Regions from separate parts of the Sus scrofa genome. Here region 2 is linked to region 1. Evidence: chromatin contacts called from public HiChIP or PLAC-seq data. All regions are on one chromosome and are shown on one strand. The core of a region is the stretch at or near the end of the contact, and the rest is flanking DNA. Distances in the headings are between cores, read along the strand shown. Region 1 overlaps STK24 (serine/threonine-protein kinase 24). Region 2 overlaps DOCK9 (dedicator of cytokinesis protein 9).

Region 1 (3,693 bases), core at 832-3,331:
CATCAGAATTATTTCCCAATTACTGTAATTACGAACGACGTAGGAGACAGTTCTCGGAAGTGGGTGACTTGAACAAGCGCCAGTGTTTGCCCTTCTTGCCCCGATTCGAACGGCCACGTGTCCGCATCCCGGGACCTTCTGTGCCGTCTGTGGGGCGTCAGTGACCTTTCCCTGTTTGGAAGTTGATTGTAAGTGAAGGTGAATCATGTGCCGCTTGATTCACGTCTCTCTTTCTCTCCCGGGAGGCGGAACACATTCTCCCTTTCGATCAGCCTTTTTCTAGAAAGTTTTTAGCGTGGACATCATGTTTTTCTTCTTTCTTTTTGGTTGGCCATACCCACAGCACATGGATTCCTGGGCCAGGGACTGGATCCAAGCTGCAGCTTCGACCTGCGCCACGGCCGTGGCAGTGCCAGATCCTTAACCAACTGTGCCACAGTGGGAACTCCAGAATCCTGATTTTATTAATTTTTACGCATTTCTCATGTAGTAATTAGCTCATCGATACTTGTGCCGTGTAGTCTTTCACGACTCGGGGTTGTCTACAAAAACTAGGGTTTCGGCTATAGTCTGGAGTTAGGAAAATCAATGTTTCTTAACTGAGAGAAATGCCGTTTACGTCTCCTTCTGTTTCCCCTAGGTATTCTCTGAGTGGCGGAGGAACTTCATCCCACTGAAACTCCTCTGGCGTCTGGAGCTTCGTTTCCCCTTTTCTTCTTCTTCATCCTCCTCCTCTTAAAAAGTCAACGAGAGCCTCTGCTGCCTCCGCTGAAGAGGTGCGCCCCTGGGGGCCGTCCCCCCAGGAGGCCGCCTGCCCGGGGCCGCGCGGCCCTTGCCCGCTGGCCTCGGCGTGATGAAGTCTCCAGGTGGGGGGGTGGGGGGGTCAGCTCCTTCACCCATCCCTTTCTTCTTCTCGTCTGTAATTTTAACCATAGCGCACATATCAAGGAAAGTGTCTTTCAACACAAGAATCAGCCCCGAAGTGTCTGTTTGGGATGATGCTAAGGCAACGGAAGAGACGAAACCTCAGGTACCCGCTCTCTGTTGATGAGCCCCCCCCCCACCCCGGGAGACGGAGACGCGCTCTGGTGGGTCCGTGTACAGACGTGTATATAGTGTCGTTTTTACGGAGACCCTCTCGGCGCGCATAGGGATCACTGCGGCCGCCTCGGCCAAGTGCTTTTGTAGATAATGTCAGTGGAGTAAATATTTGACAGGCCGTGACTCGAGTCTATCGCCTCGCCTTGATTACATGTACATTTGGAATTCTGTGACCGGTGATTGGGTTTTATTTTGTATCCGCTGGCTTTGCCACTGATAATAATGAAGGCCCGTCTTAGGGAACACCCCTCTGTTGGTACCTCAGCAAATGCCGGGGCTGCTCTCGTCCGCCCCCCACCCTCTGGGTCCACGTCGAAGGTGGTTTTCCTTTTCTCATCGATGGTACTATTGCTCAGTGTTCTCAGCCGGAGCGTGTCTTGCCTCATGAAGCTTTAAATTATTAAGTTTCTCCCCAATGAAGTGTCCTCGTCTAACATTGGTTTGGGTTCATGCCCCCGCCAGTCCTGCGCCTGCTGTCCCGTCCTTGCGTATTGATCTTCTGTTGCAGCTTGTAGTGAAATCTGCATATCATCCCTCCCGCCTGGAAATGTCTGAATGCTTACACGAATAAATTTGATAACACGCTTACTTTGCAAACTCTCCTTGGAGCATGACTCTTGAGAGGGCAGGGCACCTGCGGCGTGTGGTGTCCGTGTGAGTATCCGCAGGAGCAAGTGCCCACACTCACAGTGCGGAATGGCCGGGTCGGCTCCCTGTGCAGCTTCGAAAATGGTCCCGAGAAGATGTGGGTGAATAGTGCTGGTTCGTGTAACTGCTCTGTGTCTTCCCAGGCGCCTCGGCGGAGGCTTGTTCTGCTTTCTTAAAGGAGCCGGTGTCAGCTGGTTGGCCAGCCAGGGGTCTGGGTTCTTCTTGGCTTGCGGCACGGGCTTGCTTGCCAGGGGCTTAATGATCTCTGGTGTCTGGGATGAGCGGGAGTTCTCAGAGCAGTTCTGGGCTCATTTGAGTAGGTGTGGCATCCTTGTGTGTGTGTCGCTGTGAAGCACTGTCATCTCTTTGGGGAGGAGCAGTCTTCGAGGCGGGGACACAGAGGCTTTGCGGAAGCAGGGAAGTTACGGGGTCAGCCTGGGGGCGGAAGGCCAGTTGTCCGCTGGCCCGATGGCCTGGAAGTTACAGGGACCTGAGCCAGAGACGTTTGAGTGGGTGGCTATTGTTTAGGTTTGTTACGGAGTGGAACTAGCTTTAAACTCTAGAATCGAAAGTCATGGGTTTTTACATTAAAAGTAGATTTGGGTTGTTCTTAGTTTTTATGAGGGATGCATTTTGGTTCGGGGGAAAAGAACTGAATTGCCGGGTCGTCTTGTGCAAGTTGGTCAAGTTGAGTAATGAAAACTGAGCGTATTTCGTCTTGTGCCCCAGAGAGCGTCCTGCAGGAGGGAGCTCTTGGTTTCCCTCCGTGAGGCAGAAGCCGCAGGTCAGTTCTGTCCGTTGCTGGAGAAGGAGTCAAAGCAATGCAGCAGTGTAGACAGCCGCTCGCTGACCTCGCGCTCTTGAGGTTTGCGAATGGACAGTGGTATTGGGCCGGGGTGCTGATGCCGGTGTCGGATAGCAGTGACCGTTTCGCTGGTCGCCGGACCGGATTCCAGCCAGGAGCAGCGTTGCGAATGCTCAGGCAGTGCGCTGCAGTCACTGGCCTGTGACAACACACCGCATCATCTCCCAGTCGAGAGGCAGCATTACTCTGAGTTTACTGGAAGTGGCTTCTCTTGAGGACGTTTCTCAGGGAAGGTGTAGTCTGACTGCTTCTGAAAGTGGTCCAGCTCCCCCGACAATCTCTCCTGGCTGTTTCTCTCCGTAGACAAAGACAGCTGATGTGTTTTTAAGGGATCTCGGTTAGCCAAGGAGGCTAGCATTGGTCCCCTGCAAGCCCGCCCTTAGAGAGACCAGGTCCTGGAGCTGCAGCAGAACCTGCCTCAGGCAGTACGAACGGCTCTCAGGCTTTAGCCAGACCTGGGAGCTCAGCATTCGAGATGGCTCTCCTACCACTCGGGACCCTCTCGCTGCCAGACGGCTTGCCCGCCCCACTGCAGACAGCCGGGGGCTTCGTCTGGTGGGCTTTTGATGTTGTTTTTTCGTGTCCCATGTCCAGCTGCCTGCCCTAAGTGGGGTGGCCACCAAGGGGGTTTGGGGGCCCTGACACCCTGTTAGCCTTGTGATTATCTTGCTGTGACCCAAGTGCCACACACCTTCCCCATTTGATGGCTTTGTCCTCCAGTTGGTCTTTTGAAGCATCGAGTTGGGTTCTTTATGCAGCATTTTGTACCTTTCTTTTGGTCTATTTATAAGCATTTTTATATTTTCTTCCTTAAAAACATGGCTTCTGTATTTCTGCTATGGAACATGGCAATAACCGGGGCGGCTGCAAGGGGTGTTCCTAAGCACAGGCTCTGTATCACGCAAGGGTCAATAAAGTTCACAGAAACAGTTATTTCTGGAATTGTGTCTTCTGTGGAGAGAGAACATTGGTGTCCCACCCCCTGCCAGCCTCCGGGGTGACGGAGTCACGAGGGTGGTGCCCGCGGGACTCGGCTTCGTGCCCGGACTCCACAGTGGTCCTCATCTCTTCCACCACGT
Region 2 (3,693 bases), core at 874-3,373, 360 kb before region 1:
TTCTAAATTTTAACCTCTTTTAGCCAGTATTATAATCCTGCTTTTCCTTTGTTGAAAGTTTTCTTTAAAATGTTTTACATTTCAGTTATTAAATATGATCAATAACTAGAACATAACTTTTTTAAAAACAAGTAAACTAGGAGTTCCCTTGTGGCTCAGCAGGTTAAGGATTAGGTGTTGTCACTGCAGCAGCCTGAGTCGCTGCTGAGGCTTGAGTTCAGTCCCTGACCTGGAAACTTCCGCATGCCACGGGCATAGCCAATAAAACAAAAAAAACAAATATACTAGAAATTTTACACCGAAGTGAACATTACCTTTTATAGCAGCCCTTTGGAAAGCCAGGCACATATTTTAAAAATGAAACGACTTCCTCAAAACGGTTTTAGAATGTCCTTTTTTTTTTTAAGCTACTGTCAAGTTATAATTTTTTCTCTTTATAATTAGACTTTTTGTGTGTGTCCCATCTAAGAAATCTTGACCTACCCCCAGGCTTGTGAAGGTATTTCCCAATATTTTCTTTAAAAGCTATATTATTTAAATTGTCACATTTCAATCCTACTATCTACCACACGTTGATTTTTGTGTATGCTCTGGGGTAGGGGAGAAATTGCCCTTAGTGTAATTTACCAGACAGACGGCCGGAGTCCAGCTCCAGAGGCCAGGGAGTGCACACCCCGTTAGGGAGGGACGGCGTCAGCAATTGCACACGGAGACAGTCTCTTTGTCCCTTCTTTCAGGGCGCTGGACTGCTCAAATTTTATTGGCATAGATGATTGTTTTATAAGACAGTTTTCAGTTACACCACCATGTTAAAAGTACACCCGAAGGTCAAGTTCTAAAAATTAACTCCCAGATTATGTTTCCTAAAAGGCTACAGACATAAGGATCTGGCATTTCCAAGTCTTGTTTTTAGATTAGTGCTGAGCTTCAGAGCGTCATGGTGGGAGGACAGTATGAGAAAACCAACTTCAGTTAGCTGTCGCTTAAAAGTTTCTAAAATCAAGGATGACTCTCATAGCTAGGTTTCTTTGACCATGAATAATATAAGTCTAGCTTTATCTAAATCTGTAGTACATTCCAACTTCTAAAGCTTACCAGTTAGTAAATGAACACTATGTTTTTAATTAAATTGGATTTGAATAGGGGAAAGTCCATCAGGATGAAATTTTTATATTATTGTTGTAATTTTGTTAAATCACAAATCACCACAGGAGAATAAGAATGGAAAATAAAAATAATAAGCAGATAACAGGAAAGACTGAGGAAAAACTGAATAACAAGTAAAACAACAGGAAAGACTAGGTCACCTGGGAAACAGTCCATGTTCTCCGGTGCAAACATGGAAATTGTTTTCCCGGGAAAGCCCCAATTCTTCCCCATCAACATCAACAAGAGAGCCGTGTAATCTGAGGCCTGCCCTCGGTTTTTCACCATACAGGCAGGCTTCAGCCTGCCCTCGGTTTTGTACCCTACAGGCAGGCTTTTATCCTGACCAGAAACCCACCTCCGGCTTGTACCGTTCAGGTGAGCTCCCTTCCTTGGTTAGGAACCTGCCTTCGGGTTTTTTTTTGCCATCAGGCAAGGTCCCTTCCTCGAGTCCCTGCATTTTCTCGGCTCCCCGCAGCAGACAACCAAGGTCAGTTGCGGAATTAACTCTGTAGCTCCTCTTTCCTTTATCCCACACTCCGAGAGCAGCTACACGCAGGACCCCTTGCTGTCTGCATCTTCTTGTGACTCCTCTGCTCTTCATGGCAGTTAACCCCCTCCCCACCCAGCAGCCAGAGCACAGAGCATGGAAAGGCTGTGATGCTGCCACCGGCTGGCAGGTCTGTCTGCCACGTGCTGGGGTGGCCCAGGTTTCTGCACATTGGCCCTCAGCATCCAGGGACTCCTGGCTTCCCACCACACCAGCATGACCAGCCTCAAGTAGCCACAGTCTATCCCTCTGGATTCTAAATTCAAACCCTCCAAGAGATGGAAGCTCCCTGCCCCACCCCCTGGTTAAGAGGCCAGACGTGGCTTTCAGAATCAGGTGCGCTGGATTTAAATCCCTATTCCACCAGCCTTCTCTAGGAACCAGGAGAGTTACCTCGCTTCTCTGAACCATCGTCAGTTCAGCTGTAACTGAGCTCCGCCTCAGACCATGGCGAGGACTCGATGACAGTGTATGTGTGAAATCACAGTGCCTGGTGCCTAAAGATACTTGGCGTGTATCCCACAGCTTCTCCTGCCTGTCACTGCCCTTGAGAAGCGTAGAATAAAAGTCCGTGAGCCACCAGCCCCTCTGCAGCCACCTTCTCACTCATCTCAGGCCCCAAAGACTCAGTAGCTTTTTCCTTGAGAAAAATCTTTTAACACATTTCTTAACTCTGGTATAAAATATAAGAATGCAAAAATGTTTAACTATCAAATGATAACACCCTTTGTGCAACGCTGAGCAGTTCAGGGTCATGCACAGAGACGCTTCCTGTAAATGAATTTGTAGGATTTACCTTAACTGAAAATGTGCCCAGTTGGTTCTTAGTCACGGGCTTACGGTACTGTCATGCTAGGAAGTAGGAACTCTCCTACGCTGCTTGTTTGAAAGCCTGTTTGGCAATATCTGTCCAATTTTTAATGTCCATACCATTAACAAAGCTAGTGCACTTAGAACAATTTGTCCTACAGATGTTGGATGAATGTGCAAAGACCCATGTAAAAGTCACCAAAGCATGGTTTATAATAGCAACGGGTTAGGGGGAAGGACAGGGAACTCTCTGTTAGGAGGGGAACTTGTTAACCTGGTTACAGTTCCTCCAGAGAGAGGAATGTTTTGCAGCCTGGAAAAGCCTGAGATAGAGCCAAAGTATATCGCTGAATTAAAACTCAAAGAGCAGGGAGTTCCCTGGTGGCCCAGTGGTGAGGACTTGATGCTTTCGTCCCTATGGCCTAGGTTCAGTTCCTTACCTAGGAACGGAGGTCCCACATCAAGCCGCTGTTTACCACTGCCAAAAACAAACACACACCTAAGAGGGCAGAACAGTGTGTGTGGGATGCATGCTTCTCTCTCTCTCTCTCTCTCTGTGTGTGTGTGTGTGTGTGTGTGTGTTGGGAAGGGGGTCCTTATATCCATGTAAGAATTTTCAACAGATTCTCTCCTGGGGAGGGATTCAGTAGTGGGTGAAGAGGGAGCATAACTTTAGACTCTATACCCACTTGTATGCTTTGGGTTTTCTAGTCCATTTAGGAGCACAGTATATATACATGTTAAATATACACCATGTAGGTCTGATAAAATTGAAGTCCAAGGGCTTCCTTTCCATTGACAAAGCCTGTTGGGTGCATTATCCAGTACAGACAGGTCCCTGCGGTTTGTCCTTTGGGCAACTATGCAAGGAGGCGGGAGAGGGTTTGGAGGCCTACACGTCGAGGTCCCTTCTCATCTTGTACAAAAGACACATCGTGATCCTGACCAAATAAATGTTTACTTTCTAGATGCTTTGTTTACGTATTGGAACAAGGCCTCAACATCTGAGCTGATGGATTTTTTTACAATATCAGAGTGAGTAGTTTTGTCTTTGCTCGTTGACCCTTGATTTTCCTGGCTAATTCAGAGGCGTGAAGAATGCTATGCAGCTGAACCAGAAATGCAGTGTTTCACCCCTGTGCTTACTCCTATAGCTCTTTCTCTTGGCCCTGACCCCAGCACCCACT

What was found. HiChIP or PLAC-seq counts read pairs in DNA pulled down with a chosen protein or histone mark.
Region 2: a contact with region 1 is called in an H3K27ac HiChIP or PLAC-seq map of skeletal muscle, with 6 times the contacts expected there. The contact joins two enhancer-like sites. A contact is called at or near these places in 4 of 47 Hi-C or Micro-C datasets (heart right ventricle, omental adipose tissue, retroperitoneal adipose tissue and 1 more) and 1 of 2 datasets of contacts at active chromatin or transcription factors (skeletal muscle).

The regions. Positions count from the first base shown.
Region 1 is chr11:67,458,204-67,461,896 of Sscrofa11.1, reverse strand. It overlaps STK24 (serine/threonine-protein kinase 24), which reads left to right. Exons shown (of 11, transcript XM_021065380.1): 11 at 641-3,543. The coding sequence ends at 677. Among named protein-coding and RNA genes, the nearest start is that of STK24, 110 kb to the left of the region's middle. Within about 2 kb of position 2,081, at least 5 of the 83 cell types and tissues checked have an H3K27ac peak or open chromatin away from gene starts, as enhancers often do. A contact at or near this core is called in skeletal muscle, where this site is marked.
Region 2 is chr11:67,821,976-67,825,668 of Sscrofa11.1, reverse strand. DOCK9 (dedicator of cytokinesis protein 9) reads left to right here. Exons shown (of 53, transcript XM_021065834.1): 36 at 3,475-3,541. Among named protein-coding and RNA genes, the nearest start is that of SLC15A1, 130 kb to the right of the region's middle. Within about 2 kb of position 2,123, at least 4 of the 83 cell types and tissues checked have an H3K27ac peak or open chromatin away from gene starts, as enhancers often do. A contact at or near this core is called in skeletal muscle, where this site is marked.